6 separate regions of the Mus musculus genome follow, and regions 1, 2, 3, 4 and 6 are each linked to region 5. A link is a contact called in public Micro-C and promoter capture Hi-C data. All regions are on one chromosome and are shown on one strand. The core of a region is the stretch at or near the end of the contact, and the rest is flanking DNA. Distances in the headings are between cores, read along the strand shown.

Region 1 (4,006 bases), core at 967-3,466, 360 kb after region 5:
GAGTTTGAAGCGACCAGAACGACCACAGATAGCAGCAGCAGAAGCAGGGATACAGTAGTAGGGAGAATGGAGGAAGAGACTGCTGCAGGCTGGGTTTGAAGGACAGAAGCAGGCAGAAGTTCAAGTGTGGCTCCCTCTGAGATGAGTTCACAAACTGATAAGGTCGCCGTTACAGGAGACCAAAGCAGTGGTGTGTGCGTGCGCGTGTGTGTGTGCGTGCGCGTGTATGCGTGCGTGTGCATGTGTGTACTTGTTACAGTTTCTTTATGGTTTTGATTCGAATTTCTCTGATGGCAAAAAGCTGTGTAACATGGTTTCACTAGTTTCTGGCCTCTGGGGTGTTTTCTTTTAGACATACCTGTTTAGTTTGCCTTTCTCTCCTGCAAATAGCTAATCACTCTTTTCTTTATTGATTTACAGTTCTTATGTGTATATCACTCCCTAGTCCATTAACCTGATGTATCTTTTCTCATAATTTCTCATCTCACTTTTATTTATTTAGTGAAGTTCTTGTTTTTGAAGTTTGGGATTTTGTGGTTTTGTTTTTGTTTTAAAAACTAGCTGGGTGTGATGGTCCATGCCTTTAATCCCATCATTTGGGAGGCAGAGGCAGGCAGATCTCTGTGAGTTCAAGGCCAGACTGGTCTATAAAGCAAATCCAGGACAGCCAGGACTATTACACAGAGAAACCCTATTTAAAAAAAAAAAACCCTTATTTTTATTTATGTGTATGAGTGTTTTTATATGAATGTATGTATTCCATATGTGTGCCTGGTGCCCAAGGTGTTCAGAGGAGAGTATCAATTCCCTGGAGCTGGAATTACAGTTGGCTTTTAGCTGCTATGTGGATGCTAGGAATTGAACCCAGTTCCCCTGCAAGAGCAGCAAGTGATCTCTCCAACGCTAAGAAGGTTTTTGTTGTTGTTTTTTTTTTGTTTGTTTGTTTTGTTTTGTTTTTTTTAGTAATCTTTACCTGGAGCTAGAGAGATCGCTCAGTGATTAAGAGCACCTGCTGCTATTGCAGAAGACCTGGGTGTGGTTTCCCGCAACCACATGGTAGCTTTCAACCATCTGTAACTCCAACTACGAGATATCTGATATTCTCTTCTGGACCCAGAGGGTACCAGGCATGTATGTGGTGTATATACATTTGTGAGGTCAAGACACTCATACATATTAAATAAATCACACACACACAGAGAGAGAGAGAGAGAGAGAGAGAGAGAGAGAGAGAGAGAGAGAGAGAGAGAACCTATACTTTCTCAAAAAAAAAAAAAAAAAAAAAAGCCAGGCATGGTGCACACTTAAGCAGAATCTTTTGGTCTACATAGAGAGTTCCCAGCCAGCTAGGGCTACATAGTGAGACTTTGTGGGTTTGGTTTTTGGTTTTTGGTTTTTTTAGTCATTTGAGGGTAAGAGGACTGGTAAGGTGGCTCAGTGGGTGAGAACACCTGCCTCCAGGACAGATGGCATGAGTTAGAGCCTGGAGACCTGCATGGGAAAGAAGGAAAGAACCAATATCCAAAGCTTGCCCTCTGACCTCCACATGATCACTGTGGCATGCACACATGTACACAATCACTCACACATGCACACCACACAACAATAACCATCTTCCTGGCATGGCACATACTGTTTTCTTCTACCTGCTTTTGATCGACTGCCCTCCACCACTGAGTACGGAATGTGAGGCAGGGGTGCAGGCCCATTTCCTTAAAAAAAAAAAAGGAAATCCAAAGGCCTTTCTTTTACCTATTTTTCTATCTGAACCTTTAAGCCCAGTCTAGCTGTTGCTTTTGTGATTGGAAGAAATCATTTTTTTAAGCATGTGCGTAACATAAAATGGGAAATGGGGCTCTATCTGAGGTTGTGAAGCCAGAACTTAGCGTCCTTAACTTTGCCTACTCTGACCTACACCTCACTGTGGTCAACTTTTTAGAAGAAGCTTTTGGGTGTGACTTGCAGTTCTGCTGGAGGAGTGTCCTGGGGACAGCGGGTCCTAATGGCTCTAGGGTCCTCCTGGGTAGTTGACACAAAAGGGATTCTTTGGAGGGTTCCAACAGGAGACAGGACTTGGTGAGCCTTTGTCTCTCTGCAGAGGGACAGTGACTCTGTCCTTCACAGAGGCTGTTAGGGCATGGAAGTAGGTTGCAGCTTTGAATCTCTGACACTAATCTTCTCCCACAGGACAAGTTCCCCACGGGTTCTCCTCACCGAGCAGTGGTCCTTCCACCAGAAGCCCAGGGTGAGGACAGAGATGGCGCTGAGCCTGGAGTCTACAAGCTTCCCCATGCTGGCCGTGTCCAGAAGCACTGCGTCTGAGCTTCCTGGTGGCTTTAATGTGTCCCACAACAGTTCCTGGACTGGCCCAACAGATCCCAGCTCCCTGCAAGACCTTGTGGCCACCGGTGTCATCGGGGCAGTGCTCTCAACCATGGGTGTGGTGGGCGTGGTGGGCAATGTGTACACTCTGGTGGTCATGTGCCGATTTCTGCGTGCCTCGGCCTCCATGTACGTCTATGTGGTCAACCTGGCCCTGGCTGACCTGCTGTATCTGCTGAGCATTCCCTTCATCGTAGCCACCTACGTCACTAAGGACTGGCACTTCGGGGACGTGGGCTGCCGAGTTCTCTTTAGCCTGGACTTCCTGACAATGCATGCCAGCATCTTCACCCTGACCATAATGAGCAGTGAACGCTATGCAGCAGTACTGAGGCCCCTGGACACCGTCCAGCGCTCCAAGGGTTACCGTAAGCTGTTGGCGCTGGGCACCTGGTTGCTGGCACTGCTGCTGACCTTACCCATGATGCTTGCCATCCGGCTGGTCCGTAGGGGCTCTAAGAGCCTCTGCCTGCCAGCCTGGGGCCCTCGTGCCCACCGTACCTACCTGACGCTGCTCTTTGGGACCAGCATTGTGGGGCCTGGCCTGGTCATTGGGCTGCTCTATATCCGTCTGGCCAGGGCCTATTGGCTATCCCAGCAAGCTTCCTTCAAGCAGACACGGCGGCTGCCCAACCCCAGGGTTCTCTACCTCATCCTTGGTATCGTCCTTCTCTTCTGGGCATGCTTTCTGCCCTTCTGGCTATGGCAGCTGCTGGCCCAGTACCACCAGGCCATGCCACTGACACCCGAGACTGCACGCATCATCAACTACCTGACTGCCTGCCTCACTTACGGCAACAGCTGCATCAATCCCTTCCTCTACACTCTGCTCACCAAGAACTACCGTGAGTACCTGCGTGGCCGCCAGCGGTCACTGGGTAGCAGTTGCCGTGGCCCAGGGAGTGCTGGCAGCTTCCTGTCCAGCCGTGTCCACCTCCAGCAGGACTCGGGCCGCTCACTGTCCTCCAACAGCCAACAGGCCACAGAGACCCTCGTGCTGTCTCCAGTTCCCCCTAATGGGGCCTTTGTGTGAGAGTGCTTTGTGTGACCCTGCGGGTAGGAAAGGACCCAAAGGCAGGCCACTCAGGAACCCATTCCCAGAATCCCCTACTCAAACCTAACTCACTTGTCTGTCTTCTTGTGGAAAGTCCCCTCTTCTCTGTTGTTCTCATCAGCTCTATCAGAGCCTTTCCTATGATGCCAATACATTCCTGCTTCAAACCAGTCTCTGAGGGGCTTCAGAAGCTGTGGCCCAGACCCTCTTCTGAAGACCCTGGTGTGCTGAGTCATGTAAGGCCTAATTACCCAGAGCAGCTAGTACCAGGCTGTAACCTGACCTTTGATGTAAGCCCTTCCAGCCTGAGGACCCTCCCCCATTGGTTGGTAAGGGGCCTGCAGGCATCTCTACCCTCTCTCTCCCCATCCATTCCACGGTAGCTTCTTGCTCCCATATGCACATGGAACAATAAACCCTGTTCTCTGAAGTGTGTCCTGCCTCAGTGTTGGGGGTGGAAGTTGGGGTGGGATGGGGGTCCTGGACTCAGGGATCCCCCAACATGAGGCACCTGAGTGCTTGGTGAGGTTTCCAAGCCTTTGCCTTCATGGAAGCCCTCCCCTGTGCTTA
Region 2 (4,068 bases), core at 110-2,609, 350 kb before region 5:
TTTACTTAGTGACTATCTTTTTTTATTTTTTATTTGAGACAGGGTTTCTCTGTGTAGCCCTGTCTCTGTGGCTGTCCTGGAACCCACTCTGTAGACCAGGCTGGCCTTGAACTTAGAAATCTGCCTGCCTCTGCCTCCCAAGTGCTGGGACTAAAGGCGTGCCCCACCACTGCCTGGCTTCTTAATTATTACCTTGTGTGACCTCCTTGTTTGCTACTTCACTTGATTACTTTGTCTTTGATCTAAGAGCTGACCATGTTTTTTGGATGCACCTAGGATGCTATACAAGCAGGCTGGAGCGACATGAAGCTGTTCCAGCCTCAGCACAGGCTGGAGTCAGGGTATCATTTTCTCTAACTGTTTTTTTTTCTTTTCAATCCTCACTCCCTCACTTGAGACCCTGCTGACTGAATGAGCTGGCTTGGTCAGGGGAAGAAAAAAAATGGGGTGTTGCTGCTGCTGCTGCTGCTGCTGCTGCTGCTGCTGGAAGACACTGGAGGGCTCCAGGCAACAGTGAGTGCAGTGGAGATGGGGTTATGACAAAGGCCGGGATGCACAAGTGCTAGGCCATTCGATTGTCTGGCATATAAAGTTATAAGTCAGAAAAAATGGTAGATAAAGCTAAAAGTGGAGGCTGAGCCTGAGATGTCTATCAAAAGTTAAAACTCAGGGGAACTGGGGTCCAAACAGGAGGGGCATTTTCCATGTACAGCAGAACCTTGCCCTAAACATGTCTACAGAAGGGCTTCCTGATGTCTCAAGGTCCTGTGGGCCTATAATGACACTAACACATCTACATCACACATACATACACACACACACACACATACACACACACACACCAGTCAGAAGCAGGGAGACAGAGTTAGGTGGTAGGGCCCAGTGTTGACAGCCTAGGGACATGCTTTCTGTCTCCACAGCGAGTTGCTCAAGTCCTTTAGACTGGACAGTGATCACAGCAAAATCCTGCTTCCAACAAGCTTGGAGGGAAGGGACATCTGGAACGTGAATACTGAGTTGTTCTTGCTCTCCATAAACTATAAGGATAATTGGCTTTTGTACTGCCTGTGGGGCTCCTGGGGCTGCTATTGTGAACCAGTTTGCACAGAACTGATCTTTTAGGGGTGCTGATAGGAGACCAGCTGAGCCTACAGGCCAAGACCAAAATGGGACTCAATAGTGATGGCCATGGGTCCAGCATCAGGGCCACCTTAACAAAATCATGACTGTGCAGACATTAGGGATATCTCTGGAGCCAAGGCCAAGAATTACAGGCTAGAAAGACCAGATGTGACTATAGAAGCAGGCCCCTGCTGTAAGCCCTAAAATGTGACTCCTCACATGATACCACTGTGATCGCACTGGAGGAGGAGCTTGCAGCTCTCCAGCTCTGGCTTATACAGTTCACAGAGAAGCCAAGGGACACCGGGACACCGTTATTTTAGGACTGTAACCTGTTCAGAGAGACCCTGGCCACTGCTCTCCGTGGTTTTCTCCAATTGTGTGGATGATGAAGGAAGAAGAATGCAGCCCCTTGCTGTCTCAGGTGAGCCGACACTTAATGGCCTAGCTCAGGTTGAAGATGTTTCTTGGATCTAAGGTCCTCTGGGAAGCCCCTGGACCAGGTTGCAGTCTACCTGACTCCTGGCCCCACCCCCCAGTCTAGCTGTGTGCTTGACCCATGGGTACACTTGGGTGCTAGCCTTTAAGGTGCCCCCTATAGGCCTGAAAGAAGTATTGATTCAGGATCAGGTAAGGGCAAATGTCCTTTGAGGCTGATTGTGGACTCTGTGGCCTCAGGCAGTCTTAATGCTGCCAGCTGGCTCTGGCAGGTTGTCCTTTTACTCTGACAGACTCCGGCTGACAAATAACCTTCACATATTCTGCTCCAAATTTAGGGTGAAAGAGCAATCCACACACCTGGACAAGCTTCTTCCTGTGGGACGGGGATGAAATGAGACCCTTGCCTAGATACCTGGCTGTAGTCATGCCTAAGTCACACTGTCATTCGAAAAACAAGGTTACCCCATCTCCCTTTAGAGGGTCTCTCTCAGGTCTGCCTCCTTGCCTCCTCTAAATTCCTGCCTATTGGCTGCCTCTCTCCCTGCCCAGGAAGCCAGGCAGGCAGTACCTAGGCAATCTCTCCCTGCATCCTCTACACTAGGTTCAGCATAGTGTCCACACTTGACCTAGGATCAGTCGGTGGGCCCGAGATGATACAAAGAAAACAAGGTTCGTTTCACGCAGAAGGGTAGAAGGGTAGTCACGGGATCAGCTTCTCTATCCCAGGCAGCCTGCACTTATGGCTTGGGTGGGAAAGTCCCTCTTGTGACTGCACAAAGTCACTGCTGGTGGGGCACTATAGACTGATTCCACCACAGAGACCATTCCAAGACTAGGGAAGCAGACCCACCTGCCATGATTCTGCTGTGTTGGAGGAATAGAAATCCTGACCCTGGGCAAGACCACGCTGGTCCATCTTTCACAAGGGTATAGAAGAAAGGGAGTGGGTCCATCTTGTAACTGCTGCTCTGCCCAGTGTTTACCAGGGACCTTTCAGGGAGCTGTCATTATACTGTCCTAATGGAGATTGGCCTCACACATCGACCCTGGAAAGCAGTGAACTAGGACCCTCACTGCCCTTTTAGATTACAAGTCCCCAGGCCCCAAGTTACTGATTCTTCAAATCTTTACTTCCTTCCATAAACTTCCTCTAAGCCCACCCCAGTCTCTTAGCCCCTCTCTGGTGAGGCCTCACCCCTGCTCGATGTCACAGAGTCTGTGTGACTGAGGTCTCACCAATGCATCCTCTAAGTTTCCTCTCCTTCTGCAGGACACTGCTGGCCGAGAGCACCCACTCACCAGGAACAGTCCACCTACCGCAAATATTCCATGTCCAGCACCCTGGGAGAATCAGAAGGGGTCCTGGGGCTGCAGGTGCTGTCCTGGAGCAAAGCGCCAGGCCTCAGGGGAAGGCCAGGCCTCCTCCCTCCCCCTTTCCACAGGGAGCAACTGTGTCAAATATCTGATTTTCCTCTCTAACTTCCTCTTCTCCTTGCCGTCTCTGCTGGCCCTAGCTGCAGGGCTCTGGGGCCTGACTGTTAAAAGGTCTCAGGGGATTGGCTGGGGTGGACCCGTGCCTACAGACCCTATGCTGATGCTGGTGCTGGGAGGCCTGGTGGTCAGCGTGGTGAGCCTGTCTGGATGTCTGGGTGCTTTCTGTGAGAATAGCTGCCTGTTGCACTGGTACTGTGGGGCTGTCCTCTTTTGTCTGGCACTGGAAGCCCTGGCAGGGGTTCTCATGGTAACCCTCTGGAAGCCACTGCAAGATAGCCTGAAGTATACACTTCATGCAGCCATCATTCACTACTGGGATGACCCAGACCTGCACTTCCTCCTCGACCAAGTCCAGCTGGGGCTGCAATGCTGTGGGGCAGTATCCTACCAGGACTGGCAACAGAACCTGTGAGTGTCCCCCAAACGCCACGTGGGTAAGAGAGGGGGTGGTTTAGATGCCTCACTCAGCCATTTGAGCATGCATGCATATACATGTGTGTGTGAGTGTTCTTGTGTGCACACACAACCACATGCCCTGCACTCCTGCTTCCACATGCCTGTACACAAGTGTAGTTGTGTAACACATATACCCTCATCTACTTTCGTATATCATTCTTTTTTTAAACACAAAATGAAGTCTCATACTGAGGCTCACACATATTATATGCAAATGTGTGTGCTTACTCATGAGGTGTGGGCCTTTGTCTAGGCCATGAGTCTTGAGCCTAAAGAAGCCCAACTTTTGGCCAATTCTAGGGCCTAGACTTAGCTTGTCTGCATTTCAGTGTCAAGAAAAATACCTTAGTGGTGGCTCAGGTCATCAATCTACAACTATATCTATGTGTTCATGTGAGTGTGGTTAAACTTCCAATCTAGGCACGGCACAATGTTTTATATTCTGCTTGACAGTCCCTGTTTTGTCTGCTTCCTCCAGTACACAGACAGTCTGAGCATCACCTGTCCTTGTGACATCCAGGATAGACATTATGTTCCCTCTCAGAAGTCTCTGAA
Region 3 (3,655 bases), core at 329-2,828, 370 kb before region 5:
TCAAAATTCTTCTACTTCTACTTACTGGGTGTTAGGATTACAGATGTGTGCTACCCCCCCCCCCCCCAGGGACAGAGGGTCACCACACTACAGGGTTGGGCAAGTCTGCTGGTTTCTGCCACTGTGAAGCACACACCTCAAGCACATGCCAACACTTTCTTTCCCTCTGACAGGGCAGACTCCCAGACACAGCTTCCTGCTCCAAGACTGCTGAAGGCCTGCTTTCCAAAAGAGCTGCCACAATTCTACTTGCTCTGCTCCAACTTGACATGACTTGTGGCTAAAGAACCGTTTTCTCTCTGAAGCTATTCACAGAACCATCGTGGGTCATGCCTGACCAGAGGTGTCTCGTGGCACTAAATCAGCTCCAGCCTTTGAAGACGGGAGGTGACAGATCATTTCGCAAACTTTCAGCTGCTGTCAACAGGACACACAAGAAAGAAACTGAGAGAACAACTGGTCCAGTGCTGAACAGCAAACCGAAGAAGAACAATGTCTGCAAGTACAAGTACTGACAGACATGCAGAATCCCAGGAGCGGGGGCTGCAGCTCTCAAGAGCTGCCCTCACCTCCTTATCCCCCATAATTCAGAGGCAATAAAGCTGTCAGACTGTAACCAGAACTTCTGCTTCTAGCACTGGATTAAATATGTCTAAACATCCTCTAACTATAAAATACTTGGCTCAGACACTGGATCGATTTTAGCAAATACACTGTAAAAACACTGCTGAGCTCCAAAGGTAAAAAACACCCAGGCCTTCCAAAGCTCGCAGTGATGTCACTAATAATAGCAGAGGACACGACTGTCCCTCGGCCAAGGCCAGGATCAGGAACTTGAGGCTCATAGACGACAGTGTTTACTGGGCAACAGATGTGTCTTTGAACTCCCTGCTCACATTTGACTGCTGAGCCTGAATCTCCTACATAAACCAAAGGACTAGCCAGACTTGATGGTGCACACCTGTTATCCCAGCACTTGGGAAGGAAAAAAGCAAGCAGTTACAAATTCAAGGTCAGCCTTAGCTAGACGTCAAGTGCAAGGCCAGCTTGGATAATGTGAGAACGTCCTTAAAGAACAAAAAAACCCCACATGACTCAAGGATGTCAGAACAACCAAGAGAATCCAGGAACTCAGAATGGGAACCAAGAAGAAACTGAGTCTACTTCCACCAGATGCTCTGCAGGGCAAAGTCACCTCCAAGACCAGGCACACGCATATGGAGTGAAACCTGGGCTGCTTCTGGGATCTGGAGACCCAAACCAGAAGAGAATGCAGCTCCACAGCACCCCCTGGTGCTCACATAAGCAAATGCCACTAAAGCTTGCATCAAATAGATCCTCTTCGAAGCCACACTTACCCCAATAAAAACCAAAATTACAAGGGAAATAAATTTCCACGAGGAAGAATTGACAGAGTAAGGGCTGAGAGAGAGAGGCAAGTCTATGACTCAAATGCTGGAATTACAACTCATAAACACAAACTCCAGAGAATGGATCAGAAACCTTTCAGGAAAAAGCTAGGAGCCGCCTGGCATTTTGCAGTGCTAGACATCAACAGCCCCTAGGAAAGGGAATCAAATCACGCTTTGGTTAGGCCTAGTGGTTCAGGCCTGTAAAACAGCTACTCAGGAGACAAAAGGCAAGTCCAAAGCTAGCCTGGGCAACACAGAAAGAAGACCGTCTCAAAATAAAAAGTTTAAAAATGAGGAGGAGAGGGGCTGGTGAGATGGCTCAGTGGGTAAGAGCACCCGACTGCTCTTCCGAAGGTCCAGAGTTCAAATCCCAGCAGCCACATGGTGGCTCACAACCATCCGTAACAAGATCTGACTCCCTCTTCTGGAGTGTTTGAAGACAGCTACAGTGTACTTACATATAATAAATAAATAAATCTTTAAAAAAAAAAAAAAAAAAAAAAATGAGGAGGAGAGACCTGGGGATACAGGGTAATGGTAGGAAACCATACTCAGTCTCGTGTTTTGTCCCCTGTCCATCTTAGTCTCTACCTGCCTCTTGTCTGCTGGGGTGAACTGTTCTGCCCCACTGCATGCTCCTGCAATGTCCGCTTTACCACTCCAGAGGCGATGGAGCCAAGTCACTGTGGACTGAAACTAAACCAAAATAATCTTTCCTCCCTCTGTTTCCTCAGGTATTTATTTTGTCCCACTAGTGGAAGAATACTCCACAACACAGGATACTCATACCAGAACACCACAACCCACATAAATCTGTACTTTTTTCAGAGTCTCACACATGCTAGGCACATGTGCACCCACCACTGAGCTGAATCCCCAAGCCCAGTGATTATTACAAACTTTCTGTAGCACATTTATTTATTTATTATTTGTAGTATGTTCATATTGACTTGTTTTACAGGGGTGGCAGTCAGAGGACAGTCTGTGGGGGTCAGTTCTCTCCTCATGTATGCCCCAGAGTGAGCTCAGCTTGTCAGGCTTGATGGCATCACTTTTACTTGCTGAGCCATCCACCATACAAGCCTTTATTTATTTATTTATTTTATTTAAGATAGGGTCTCACTTTTTTTTTTTTTTTTTTTTTTTCGAGACAGGGTTTCTCTGTGTAACCCTAGCTGTCCTGGAACTCACTTTGTAGACCAGGCTGGCCTCGAACTCAGAAATCCACCTGCCTCTGCCTCCCAAGTGCTGGGATTAAAGGCATGCACCACTACGCCCGGCTCTAATTTTTTTTTTTTGAAGTATTTGTTATTACTACTACTGTTGTTGTTGTTATTATTTGCACCTGTTCCTGGCTTATACGTGGGTGTTCTGAAAATCCAAACTAAAATATTTCACCTGTCTCCTTTTAGGTCTATGTTAAGGGTTTTTTTCTAATTTCTAGTCAAATTTGAAAAGGAATCATATATGTGTATGTTTTTTTTTTAGTGGTGATGTTGCTAGGGATGGAACCCAGGTTCTTACACATACTAACTAGGCACATGTTCTACCACAAAGCTAAATACATAAAAATATATATTGTGTAGGTTCAAAACAGCTTCTCTCTGTATCCCTGGCTGTCCTGGAACATGCCTTGTAGACAAGGCTGACCTTGAACTCAGAGATCCACTTACCCCTGTCTCACAAGGGCTGGAAATAAAGGAATGTCACCATGACCTGGCTCAAATAAAAATATTTTAAAGTGAAAATATGAGCCGGGCCTAGTGCCTCACATCTCGAAAGGCTAAGGCAGGAGGACTAGTGTTATGTTCAAGGCCAGCAAAGGCTATACAGGAAAACACAAGGAAGTGAAAATATATTTGTTGAAATAAAATCTACCAATCGAGCAGACATCAAGCACAAATTAACTAACCATGCAAAACACCCAGGTAAATTCAACAGAAAAAAACTTCAGAGCCCTAGGCCAATGTGTTCTTGGAATAAAGGGGTGTGGAGAATAAACCAGAGAATCAGCAATGCTAGACAAGCACTCTGCTACTCAGCCACAAACTTCTTAAAGCACCCAGGAGAGACAGGAGAAGCACAGCATGAATGCATGAGCACACACGCACCCTAAAAAAGAGTAACAGAAACACATTTCATTACTGAGCAACAATAATGAAACTACAAGACAGAAGAGTAAGATTCACACAGAATTTCAACAAAAAAAGAAATACCATTCTTAAAAACACAAGTAAAATAAA
Region 4 (3,905 bases), core at 101-2,600, 300 kb before region 5:
GTAACTTTGAAGGTCCCTCCAGTGTTTTATATACAAAAGCAGTATCCTCTTGCTGAACACCAACCATGCTTCCTTTAGCATATGACCTCTGCTGTGCCTGGCAGTGTATGTCTAGTACTTGATGGTTTCTGGGTAGGGCTAGTCTATATGGGCAAGACCAAGTGGTGCTCCTGGTCTCACCAACCAAGCAGCCAGCTGTTCGGTTCCCTACCCCACAGTAGCCCAGCTAAGATATCAGATGCTGCCACCTAGAGACCTTCCTAGACGTGAGGTTGCATGTTGTCTGTACCTGCTGTAGGAAAGGAATGGATCCAGTGTGGGAAGTGCCCCTCACCCCCTTGTTATAGGCTTCCAGTGTAGGGTGCTCTTGGGCATGGGGGAAATGCCAAGATGGCACACCCCCAAGCAAGATGCCAGATCTTGCATTGTGCAACCTTGGTACTATGACAATAAGTATCTTGGCATGGGAGGCCACCTAGAGTTCTAGACGACATCATGCTCTCTACTTCCCTCGCTGCTACAAAGTTGGGCACTGGTTGGCAGGACTGGATAGGATACTCCTATTGAATGTTCAGCGGGAGCGGTGCCTGGAGCAGTTGGCCAGGTGTACGTTAGTTTTCTGCAGGACACGTGTCTTTTTCATTCACAATGCCAGACTTAAAGCAGCCTTGGGATTCAGAAATCACCTTGGCTAGCAGGTGCACCCTCAAACTGGGAGCACATGTGGATTTCTTTGCCCGTGTTCAGTAGGTAGAGATGGGCTTCTGAGACCAGGCAGATTGGAGCTGCCTCCTAGGAGCCTGAGCCAGTAACCATGAAGAATTCACAGCCCAGAACCCTCTCCATGGTGGCTGCCTAGGGCTGTGTCCACAGCAAGGCTTGGGCTGAGTTGCACTTGGCAGGGACTCGCTGGGTGTAGGCATGGGGGAGGAGCACTGCTACCCTTTACTAAGAGCCTTTTGTCCCTGATTTCTATTTAATTTGCAAGCTGGCCTCAAGACGGTTTCCATCCCCCCCTACATCTGGGCGGGGGCTGGGCTCTCGAGGGGGATAGGGGACAGAGGTCCACTGCTGCAACACGTGTCCTTCTCCTGGGTAACACACGAAGTTAGCACCAGGGCATAAGTTCAGACTAGGGCTAGAGGGTGCTGGTAGGAAACCAACCTCCTGATGAGTTGAGAATGGCAGAGCGCCTTCGGAACTGAGACCAAAGCCATGATCTGGAGAGTGGGGGTGGTCATGGGTTAGCTCAGTTTCACAGTTGGCTCCAGTGGATCGCCTCTCATTGCTCCTCGTTGCGGCCTCTTTAAGACCAGAGGCGGAGTCTCCCAAGGCTGGAGTCCGGTGGCGGGCGGAGTCCATAGGCCCCGCCCCCGGGGCTGCGCGGGCGCATTGGCTGTACCGGGCGCGGGCGCTCGGTAGCACTTTGAACCGGGCGTTGAGCAGCTGGGACCGGAGTTGTGCTCACCGGGGTCGGGCCAGGTCGCTGCTGCTCTGGCCATGGCCGAGGCACGCGCATCTCGCTGGTACTTTGGGGGGCTGGCTTCCTGCGGAGCCGCTTGCTGCACGCACCCGCTGGACCTGCTCAAGGTGAGTGAGCCTGAGCTTCAAGGCCGAGCGGGCGGGTGAGCCCTAGGCGCCGGGGACCATCCGGGGCCTGGCGCCTACAAGGCGCCTGCTGCGGCCGCCGCTTGACTGCGCACCCGGTAATTACCGCCGGTGACGCCCACGCCGGCCTGAGCCGCGGGCTGCCCCGCTCTGCGCTGCTGGCCTCCGGCTGCGGGCGCCAATACACTTACTTCCCGGTAGGCAGCGGTGGAAAATCCCCGGGGACCCTCTGCAGCTGGCGTCCGCAGGTGACAGACAGCTATGCCTCAGACAGGACCTCCTGCTCCTCAGCTTACCTGCTAATCCCTCCGCAACCACAGTCCTAACAGATGACTGCGCAGCTTCAGCTCTGCGCTATACTTAAGTAAACTCTGCCACTCTGAGCCATTCCTTTGCCACAAACACTCGACAACTCTGGTTAAAGTTGTGCGTGTGCACAGGTATTGAGATCCAAAGACCAGCCTGGTCTCTGCGCACAAGAGCACTCCCACTGCTGGGCGCTTAGCACCACCTACTGTGAGGACTGGGGGGTGGAAATGAAGGCAATGGACTAGGTGGTGATGTGACCTCGGTCATCTGCTTCCGCTTGTTTCGTTGCTATATTGGGATCAGCACCGTCCTAAGTGAGCTAGGAAGGAGACCCTGCGTTCATAGGGTCTAACCAATAAGATCGTCTCACAGCAAGAAGCAAATAGGACACGTGGTTTTGTAGGGTTTTGTGTGTGTGTGTGTGTGTGTGTGTGTGTGTGTGTTTCTTTAAAAATAAATGCTTATAGGACAAACTGAGACAGCTGTCTTCCTGTTCCCCAGGGGCATTCTCGGGGAATTTTTTCCTGATTCTGTCTTACTACAGAGAACAAAGAACTCACCCACTCTGCCCAAGGAGCTCTGGCTGCTACTTCAGCCTGTGGACTGAGCATTCACACTGGCTGCCACCTCCCCCGTCCCCCACATTGGATTGGCCCCTGAGGTCTGAGCTGGCAATCCAGCCTCAGGCAGTTTCTACTACTTCAAGCTTCTAGGGTGATCTCTGTCAATAGCTTTCCTTTCTTTGTTATTTATTTGTAGCCCCAGACTTACCTTGAACATGTTACGCAGCTAAGGCTGGCATTGGACCTTCCATGTGCAGGGATTTCAGGCATGCATTGTTTCTCCCAGATAGCTTTTCTAACTAAGAATGCTGGCCATTGGGTACACTGGGGACTGAAATCTCACTTTTCCTAGGAGTAGCATATACAGGTCCAGCCCCGGGGCATTGCTTCCGGCAGGTATTATAACAGGAAGAGGCAGGTACTGGTTGTTCTGGGAAGCACTTCATGACAGTATTTTCCTTTCTGAATGTCCCTGCAGCCTTCTCCATCATGGGGGTCAGGCTAGATGGCTAACCCAGCCATGGGCCCCAGAGACTCACCTCACCCCCAGGTAGTCCTTTTGAGTGTTGACAGACTGTGACGTAAAAGTCCCAGGTGGTTGTTCATTGTCCATGTTCCCTCCGGGTTCACTGCTTCTCAGCCCCACCCCCACCCAGAGGAACAAGAAAGGCTGCCATGGATGTGTGACCACTGTTGGACCCAGGCCAGTGAGGGCTGCTCAACAGAGACCCCTTGAAAGCTTGTATGGATTTTGTTTTAATAAGACAGGCTCTTACTGCACCTCAGGCTGACCTCAAACTCATAATCCCCCTGCTTCAGTCACCTGAGTATTAGGATCACGTGCCTACTTTGTCAACTTTGAAAACATGTTTTGAATTTGCTTGGTATGTCCACTTTGCCTGGTCCTCACATGTACAGGAGCTGTTAGCCTTACAGCCACTGTCCCTTGGGTGGGCCTTGACCCTCTTTCCCCCTTGGTCTGCATACAACTGGAGGATGACACCCATGTGGCCCCTTCTGTCCTCACCATCTTAGCTCTTTCCCTGTCGCCTTTTTCTTCTTTTGCATGAGTGTGAGCATGCTTGTGGGGCCACATTTGGCTGGGGACAGGCTCCTTTGGAATCAGTACCAGGGCTGATACAAGACTGATCAGGGCCAAAGATCCTGAGCCTGACCCTAGGCCACTGGGACAGGAGTGAGAGCGAGGTACAGCCTTGTGGGTCGTAATTGTCACTACTGTATAAGAGGTGTAACTGTGCTGTACAGTTCCAGACCCTGGACTAGGCACACCCCAACAGCCTTAGGCCCTTGGGAACCTCTCTGCTGCCTTGCCTTGGTTTCCCCCTAGGTAGGGATGCTGACAGCATGGAGTCCACAGGGGACAGACCTGGAAATAATTCATCAGAGCTCGTATTGAGCCGGCTC
Region 5 (3,665 bases), core at 513-3,012:
GCTGGTCACAGTTATCAGAAGGATACCTATGTGGCCAGCAGAGTCTGGTCCCCAGTCAAACACCTGAGGACTCTTCAGGATGTTAAGTTCAGAAAAAGGGCTGCTTGCTGGCTACAGGTGCCACCACAGTCAGAGGCAGGGATTAACTCTCCCCATGTGCACCAATACCCAGGCTCCACTGGAACAGGCCTGGACCCCTTATTTGGAGGCCTAGTGGGCCTAGTATTGGCCTGGACAGGTGTCAACACAGGACTGGAGCAATGACCTCACCTCTCTTGGCTATCATCTGTGGGCAGCCCAAGTTCAGGTCAATGGCATCACAGTAATCTTGTGCTAGGAGAGCCGCCTGGACAAACACCTCTGGGTCATTGGCACAGAACTGAAGAAGACACGAATGCCACCCTCGGTCAGCCCAGGCCTAGGACTCTCCCTGCCTAGGCCACCCAGCCCTGTGAGGAATCCCATGGTGACTCAGTGAGCTATGGTCTTTCCACCGACATTGACAATATGACAACCACTAGGAATATGAGCTATAATGACATGTAACAGAAGCCACTGGCACAGACTTGTAAAGAACTGTTGGTTCTCGACAGGAGGGTACTGAGACGGAGAAGGATCAAGGTGACACTGGTGCTACACTCCTCACGTCCTCCAAGCTGCCCCTTCACCGGGACTCTGGCTAGTTCCCAGTTCTGGGGATGCCCACTCAGCAGCATGTGTCATGCAGGACTTCAGGGACCCCGACCCTTCTCCTGGGTTATATGTATATGACAGGGACAGCTTGGGAATGCTGTCCTTATATACAGGGTCTGGAGCTTAGGTGCTACCCAGTCCCTCAGCTCACCTGCACAATGAGAGGCCTGTCCTCGGGGCACACATCACAATACAAGTTCTCTTTGCGGTAGTTAGCATCTCTAACGAAGACCTGGGCATGTAGCATAGGGGTGTAGCATAGCTGGGCTCCATGGCGGCGGCTCAGAAGTCTCCAAGCTAGCTCACTCTGGTCCACCATGGGTGCCACCACATGTCGGGCACCCCCCAAGGTGCGGCTCCAAAACTCAAAACCCTGCAGTTTGGGCATCCTCTCCACACTAAGGGCAGAAGAGGAACAAGCGCTCATTTCAGCCATGGTATACCATCATACCCCAGGAGGGTACGAAGTTCAACTCCAGGAGCTGACCGCTCTCGTCAGCTTTTGCTGTCGGCTCTCCCAAGAACACGGTGAAAACAAGAGAGGTATCCGTAGGCACAGGGTTGAGGTGCCCTCCCTCCACCTTTCTGGCAGTGACCCTGACATACCACTCACCCTCTCTGGACCTTCTCCCCTTAAACGCCAGCCTGGTGCAGCGGGTGTGGAGGATGAACAGGTCTGTGGGACCTGCACAGCTGAGACCACCCGGCTGCACGAGGCCTGACGCCGCCTCGGATCTTGGGTTGGGAGAGTAGCGAGCACGTCAGCCTCCACGGCTCCTTTCCTGGTCGGGCCCAGAGCCCCCTGAGCTGCCCCTACCTAACCCCTGGGCTGGCTGGGGCCCGAGACCGCCACCGGACGTCCACGGGGCTTGAACTAGGACTACTTCCCGCACCGTCGGAGTTGGCCAGGGCTCGATGAAGGTCTGTGACTGCGGGCACGCTCCAAAGAAAGGGGCACACAAGGCCCCGTAGCCTCTGCCTGACCCGCGGCGCCGCCAGCAGGACCCGCACGAAGGCGGCGGGAGCCGCCAAGCGCCGTGGCTCAGACTCAGCGCAACGCCGCCGGAAGTGCCGGAGCCGGAAGCGTACTGCCAGGCGCTCCGCACCGTCTGCGGTGCAGCAAAAAATAAAGTCCTCGGAAACTGCAGCTCAGCGCTGAAGGGACCGGCCTTGTGGAAACGAGAGAGTTGAGCAAGAACAGACTGCGCATGCCCGGGGTCACGCTGTCCCTTCCAGACAATTGGCACTCGGAGGCCTTTCCTCCCACCTCTATCCCCCAACCCACCTCCGCAATCCAGGAGCAGCCCTTGGTTCTGCAGACACAAGACGTAAATTTAGTACACCACCACAATAGGAAACGAGATAAAGAATTATTACTTCAGATCCTGGGTAGAAAAGGCTACAGCAGGCCAGGCCTTTGTCGAGTAATGAGTCGCTTGCTAGAGGGAAGGAACATGCATAAAGAGATATGGGGCCGGGCAGTGGTGGCTCATGCCTTTAATCCCAGCACTTAGGAGGCAGAGGCCTGGCAGATTTCTGAGTTCGAGGCCAGCCCGGTCTACAGAGTGAGTTCCAGGACAGCCAGGGCTATACAGAGAAACCCTCCCCAGCTCTCAAAAACAAAAATAAAAAAAGTTCTCTCCTAAGTTCTTTTTGTCAGGGTATTTTAAACAGGAAACCAAACTATGGCCGTAAACTGTTACTGTTTTAATAGTAGTGATGTATTTCACTGAGAGAGATCTACCAGACTCTGCCTCCCAACACAGAATTCAAGGCCTGAACCGCCATGTCTGAGTTGTTTGACCACTCTTTAATCCTTCTACACTGCTTCCATGCACCTCGAGTTTTCAGAATCCAGAGTTTGTATCGTGCAACTCACATGCTTCCAGCCTTTCCCTCTGTGGTCAGACTTCCAACTCCACAAACCATTGAGTCCTGCTCTCCAGCCTTGGAACAATTGCTGATACATACTTTATAATGATATATGTATGTATAATGATACATGTATAACGGTATAATGATATAATGTAATATATATGCATTACTCAAGCCATTTATGATACTTTAATTTTCTGCCTTGTAAGGAAATGACAGGAAGCTGGGTGGTGACACCACACCTTTGATCCCAGCACTCAGGAGGCAGAGGCAGGAGCAGCTCTGTGAGTTGGAGGCCAGCCTGATTTAGATCAGAGCTAATTCAGGATAGCCAGGGCTACACAAAGAAACCTTATCTCGAAAAATAAAATAAAAAATAAATAAAGTAAATAAGAGGGGCAGGAGAGATGGCTCTGAGGTTAAGAGTACTAGTTGCTCTTCCAGAGGTCCTGAGGTCAGTTCCCAACACCCACAAGGCAGCTTACAACTGTCTGTAACTATAGTCTTATGGTTTCCAATGCCCTCTTCTTTTTTTTGGGGGGGGGGGGTTTCGAGACAGGCTCCCAATGCCCTCTTGTGTGCAGACATACATACCGATAAAACACCATATACAAGCCGGGCATGGTGGTGCACGCCTTTAATCCCAGCACTAGGGAGGCAGAACTCTGAGTTCGAGGCCAGCCTAGTCTACAGAGTGAGCTCCAGGACAGCCAAGGCTATACAGAGAAACCCTGTCTCAAAAAACCAAAAACCAACCAACCAACCAAAAGACCCACCATATATATATATATGTATATATATATATTCATACATATATATATATATATATATATAAACTAATTAATTTTTTAAAAAAACAAAGAAAATGAAAGAAGAAACTGCACAGCCACAAGCGGACATGACCCACAGCCGGACATGACATGATGGTGCACACCTTGAATCCCTCCAGGTCCCTGGCAGGCGGATCTCTGAGTTCACGGACAGCCTGGTTTACAGAGTGAGTTCCAGGACAGTCTGGGGTACACAAAGAAACCCTGTCTCAAAAAAGCAACACACACACAAAAAAAGTATGCCCCTTACATTTATCCACTTACAGT
Region 6 (3,909 bases), core at 73-2,572, 270 kb after region 5:
GCTCATGATCAGCTCTGCATATAAGTATGGCAGTTACTCAAGGAGCCTTTGTCTAACGCCCATGAACTCCTCATGGCTGAGGAGACAAAGAACGGGAGTCTCTGAAGCATCTGTTGGCTTTCGTAGTGTCATGTTCCAGATCCCCCCGAAATGCATGAAAAGTCTCTAGTCATTGTTCTTAGTTTGCAGTGATCCAGGGTGTCAGAATAACATTCTCACAGATCCCTTAACACAGTCACCCCAGCAGGAGGAGCCACCTTTTCGGAACCCCATTATCCCTCAACCAGGACTTATTGGCAGCACCCTATCAGAACTGAGATAGTGATCAACCAGACTACGCTGTGACCAGGACTTCTTAACGATGTAGACCCTTCCCACTCCTCTATTTAAGCCCAAAGCTCATGTTAGTACCTTAAAGATGGGTTGACAGACTTTGTTGCCATTCTTGCCCAAGGACTGTGTGGGTTAAGTCCCTTCCCTGTATTTTTATTTGATTCCTTAGGGGAGATCTCTGTTTCAGGACTCAGCTGGCACAGCCAACATGGTATGTCACCTTTCTGACACTCCCTTCCCAATGCCTTTGCTGGATCTCCTGATGGAAATGATGCCATGACCTATGTCCACCAGTTATGAGTGCTGAGCCCCAAAGGAGATAGAAGCAGATCTGACCCCATCCCATGCAACACAATGGCCTTCAGCTCAGCTGGGAGTTGCATGCATGGAGCCTCAAGGATTTTGCAGAAGAAAGTCACAAGAAGAACCTTCAACCCCACAGCCAGACGTTGGCTTCTACTTATGTTAAGATGAGACCCAAACAACAGGACCCACACAGGTCACTGACTGAGCATAACATAGAGTCTTGATTCTCTGAGTGACCAGCCTCAGAAATTCACCCGTGTCAACTGCAGCTCACCTGTGTGCACCAAATCCCTCCCCCTGGCTTACGTACTCATGATCAGATGACAAGAAAGAATGCTCTGTTCTCTTCTTCCCATTCAGTTCACACCGAAGAACCCAGCTGCTGCACCTGCTCCTCCTGGAGCTTGGTGGGAGGCACCTGGAGAGACACAGATCCACTCTGCTCCTGATGTCCAGGGTGCCTGGACACTCCTCAGCCTCACCTTTACTCTGGACAAATCACTGAGACACAGGCATCCAATAAACAGAGGGTCCCAGAGAGGCTGCAGCCAGGGACACCCTGCCTGAGGGTCTCACCCCACATGCTTTAGAGCCCCAACACTCTGGGTGCCACCTCCCCTCCAGTTCTCACCTGCATGTGTGCTCCAGCTTCTTACCTGCTTCTCTGGCAATGAACTCTGGTGTAGCCCTTGCTGAGCTCATCCTGACCTGAGGGCGTGTCAGGGAGGAGGCGGTCCAAGTACCACCCGTTCTCATACCCAAGGGACTGCATTAATCCAGGAAGAAAACAAACTTCGGGAAAGAGTGTCATTTGCAGGAACTACCCTGAGTCCACACAACAGTGATGAGTTTCTGAGTGACTCCTTCATTAAAACATTTTAATTGAAAGCGGCTTTTAGCTACTTGCCTTAGGAGCACGGGAAGAAAGTCTAGGCTTTTCCTAGGCTAGTCATGGCTGCGGTCAGTGTTTGATTCAGGGCTCAGGGACTGCTCATTTAGGGGGACTTGTCTCCCTGCATGGGACATCACAGGCAAGAAGACTCTGGGCAACCACACAGGGAAAGGCAGGAGCCTAGTGCCCACACTGGACACAGTGCATGGGCTCCACATTCACAGGGTTCCCAGATATCCCTAGTGCCAACGTTAGAGAGAGGATCAGATAACCATGATCCCATGATTGTAGTATCCCTCCGGCAAGGCTTAGGCTACCAGACCGGAGGTAGGGGTCCTTGGGATGGTGGGGCAAGGATGTCCTGTGGTAAGGAATCTTGAAGGGCAGCTAAAGGTTCCGTGTCTCACCCCAAACATTAAAACACCTTTGTTGTCTCAGTGAAAACTCACCGTGAAAGTGAAACTAGGTGATTTGTTTTGAAACCACAAGGCAGGGACAACAACATTACAAGTCTTTCCCAGTGACAGTTCCAACTCTGAGGTCAGTGTCTACAGGTGATGATGCAGCTTAGCCTTCTGGAGAGTCTGTGTGCAAAAATCCCACCCCGGTGTGTACACGGTCTCAGTGTGTATACAGTCCTGCTGTGGTCTCACTGGCAGACACAGCTGCTTGTGTCCTAGCTCCACTAGGAGTCACCTTCTGCACATTCTCTGATCAGAAGTTGTGACATCTCCTGTCTCACCCACAGAGTTTTCAGAGATTTATGCTCCAAGGTCACTCTCAATTTCCTCAGCAGGATCTGCTGAGAATTTAGGAGTGCTGGGTATCTATTTCCTGTTGTCCTCTGTCCTCTGTGGCTTAATCCTATTTTTAATTTCTCTCTCTCTCTTTCTCTCCCTCTCTCCCCCCTCTCTCTCTCTTCCCCCTCTCTCCCCCTCCCTCCTTCTTCCCCTCCCTCCCATCTTCTCCCCTCCCCTTTGTGTGTGTGTGTCCTACCTTAGGCACTATTCACAGTTTTGAAGCAGGGTCTTTTGTTGGCCTGGCTTTCACCAGGTATGCCAGTGAGTCTGAGAGAGCGGTACCTCCTCAGTGCTGGAATTATAACTGTGCACATCATACTCAGCTTTTAATTTTTTTTTTTTACACTGGTTCTGGGGATCAAACTTGGGCCCTCATTTTTGCAAAGCCATTGCTTTACCTACAGAGACATCTCTTCAATCCATCCCTTTGTCTTTCATGCTTTTGGGGTTTCATGAATGATTCTGTGGTCACACAGCGTCATCTGTAGAGATAGATGGCTCATGTCCTCGGGCCATATATGTGTTCTCTTCTTGGGAAGCTGAGTTTTCAGATGTCTCCATATCCTGGTAGCCAACTAGCCTATTTGGATTGACGAGCCAACAGCGATGGGGGAGGGGAAATGAGGTGAGTAGAGTGTTAGTGAAGCCTTGAGGGTGGAGCAGGAGGAAAGATGTGCATAGGGCAGAGGTAGGGGTCAGATTGCAGCTTAGGTCTCTGCTGTCAGGAGCTTGGTCTTGAGGATCATTTTACTTTGGGGTCTGATGTCCTCACATCTGTAAAATATCCCGTGAGGTAAAACACCAGCCTGAATGAGAAAGCCTGGCTTTGACCCTAAAGAAGAGACTCCAGGCTGTGACTGCCCTGGAAGCACAGCAGAGGCAGGTCATCTGGACCAATGGACAGCCAGAAGGCACCACAGAGTGGTCCTTCTCCTAGGACACAAGTGACAAGCTGTGTCCAGACCCAGGGTCAATGACCCTGCTGGCCCTGACCCCCAGAACAGCAGGAGGAGCATGCACTGTCCTAGAATCTACTTACTGTCTTCTCATGCTAATGACAGAGTCGCTGTTCGTCTCTGTGTGGGGGTGATCTCATGGGCACACTGGGACAACTCATGTACGCCATCATACAGGGACGCATGGCCCAGAGCACGTTCCTGCCCGAGTGGCAGAACTGTTCACTGTGCTGGTGGTGAGTTTGAGGTCCCATGACACAGAACGCAGTACAGTGTAGGTGCAGACATGTTTCTTGGGACTAGCTTCCTACTCTATGAGGACAAACCTGTGTGAGGGCAGGCAGCATCTGTCCAGGTGTCCTTTGAAGGTTCCTACAAGAATTCTATGTCCTGAGCGACTTCTGTCTTTGACCTTGACAGAGAGGACCAGGATAGGGAGCACCGTGGGACTGGCATTCACTAATCCCCAACAGACAGAACCTGGAAAGACAGGAGCCATAGGGGTGGGAAGAGTGGAGACCTCTGACTCAGTTTCCTTCTGGGATTCCTGTAGCTTCAGGGGACAGAGGGACTTCGTGGTCTTGGAAGCTTCCCCTTTTCAGTAGAGGTTCAGAAATTACTT

What was found. Promoter capture Hi-C pulls out the DNA fragments that hold promoters and counts their contacts. Hi-C and Micro-C count contacts between places; a contact is called where the count stands out from the background.
Region 1: a contact with region 5 is called in a promoter capture Hi-C map of stem cell-derived epiblast-like cells, with 2.3 times the contacts expected there. The contact joins the promoter of Uts2r here to the promoter of Dus1l in region 5. A contact is called at or near these places in 1 of 39 promoter capture datasets (stem cell-derived epiblast-like cells) and 1 of 115 datasets of contacts at active chromatin or transcription factors (embryonic stem cells).
Region 2: a contact with region 5 is called in a promoter capture Hi-C map of embryonic stem cells, with 2.0 times the contacts expected there. The contact joins the promoter of Tspan10 here to the promoter of Dus1l in region 5. A contact is called at or near these places in 14 of 39 promoter capture datasets (the 3T3-L1 cell line, the C10 cell line, cranial neural crest and 6 more), 2 of 115 datasets of contacts at active chromatin or transcription factors (embryonic limb bud and large pre-B cells) and 3 of 9 other capture datasets (adipose tissue, liver and pancreatic islet).
Region 3: a Micro-C map of embryonic stem cells shows a contact between it and region 5, with 3 times the contacts expected there. The contact joins the enhancer-like site here to the promoter of Dus1l in region 5. A contact is called at or near these places in 1 of 484 Hi-C or Micro-C datasets (embryonic stem cells), 5 of 115 datasets of contacts at active chromatin or transcription factors (bone marrow-derived macrophages, embryonic limb bud, embryonic stem cells and 2 more) and 1 of 9 other capture datasets (liver).
Region 4: a contact with region 5 is called in a promoter capture Hi-C map of stem cell-derived epiblast-like cells, with 3 times the contacts expected there. The contact joins the promoter of Slc25a10 here to the promoter of Dus1l in region 5. A contact is called at or near these places in 25 of 39 promoter capture datasets (the 3T3-L1 cell line, 3T3-L1-derived adipocytes, the C10 cell line and 16 more), 3 of 15 datasets of contacts at CTCF or cohesin (the NIH/3T3 cell line, large pre-B cells and pro-B cells), 59 of 484 Hi-C or Micro-C datasets (the 63-12 cell line, B cells, the Ba/F3 cell line and 38 more), 31 of 115 datasets of contacts at active chromatin or transcription factors (the 230-238 cell line, the NIH/3T3 cell line, the SCID.adh cell line and 20 more) and 4 of 9 other capture datasets (adipose tissue, embryonic stem cells, liver and 1 more).
Region 6: a promoter capture Hi-C map of stem cell-derived epiblast-like cells shows a contact between it and region 5, with 2.6 times the contacts expected there. The contact joins the promoter of Sectm1b here to the promoter of Dus1l in region 5. A contact is called at or near these places in 4 of 39 promoter capture datasets (embryonic stem cells, liver and stem cell-derived epiblast-like cells), 3 of 484 Hi-C or Micro-C datasets (cerebral cortex and cortical neurons) and 7 of 115 datasets of contacts at active chromatin or transcription factors (the 230-238 cell line, embryonic stem cells, large pre-B cells and 2 more).

What each region holds. Positions count from the first base shown.
Region 1 is chr11:121,158,055-121,162,060 of GRCm38.p6, forward strand. Uts2r (urotensin 2 receptor) reads left to right here and starts at 2,217. Exons shown (of 1, transcript NM_145440.1): 1 at 2,217-3,919. The coding sequence starts at 2,258. The coding sequence ends at 3,415.
Region 2 is chr11:120,441,272-120,445,339 of GRCm38.p6, forward strand. It overlaps Tspan10 (tetraspanin 10), which reads left to right and starts at 1,360. Exons shown (of 3, transcript NM_145363.2): 1 at 1,360-1,546; 2 at 2,834-3,465. The coding sequence starts at 1,508.
Region 3 is chr11:120,422,518-120,426,172 of GRCm38.p6, forward strand. All of the region lies in intron 3 of Nploc4 (NPL4 homolog, ubiquitin recognition factor), which reads right to left. Among named protein-coding and RNA genes, the nearest start is that of Nploc4, 13 kb to the right of the region's middle. Within about 2 kb of position 1,579, at least 20 of the 459 cell types and tissues checked have an H3K27ac peak or open chromatin away from gene starts, as enhancers often do. A contact at or near this core is called in embryonic stem cells and liver, where this site is marked.
Region 4 is chr11:120,490,487-120,494,391 of GRCm38.p6, forward strand. Slc25a10 (solute carrier family 25 (mitochondrial carrier, dicarboxylate transporter), member 10) reads left to right here and starts at 1,351. Exons shown (of 11, transcript NM_013770.2): 1 at 1,351-1,590. The coding sequence starts at 1,501.
Region 5 is chr11:120,794,633-120,798,297 of GRCm38.p6, forward strand. Dus1l (dihydrouridine synthase 1-like (S. cerevisiae)) reads right to left here and starts at 1,763. Exons shown (of 14, transcript NM_026824.4): 1 at 1,511-1,763; 2 at 845-1,091; 3 at 271-379. The coding sequence starts at 1,081.
Region 6 is chr11:121,062,247-121,066,155 of GRCm38.p6, forward strand. Sectm1b (secreted and transmembrane 1B) reads right to left here and starts at 1,323. Exons shown (of 5, transcript NM_026907.3): 1 at 1,271-1,323; 2 at 950-1,057.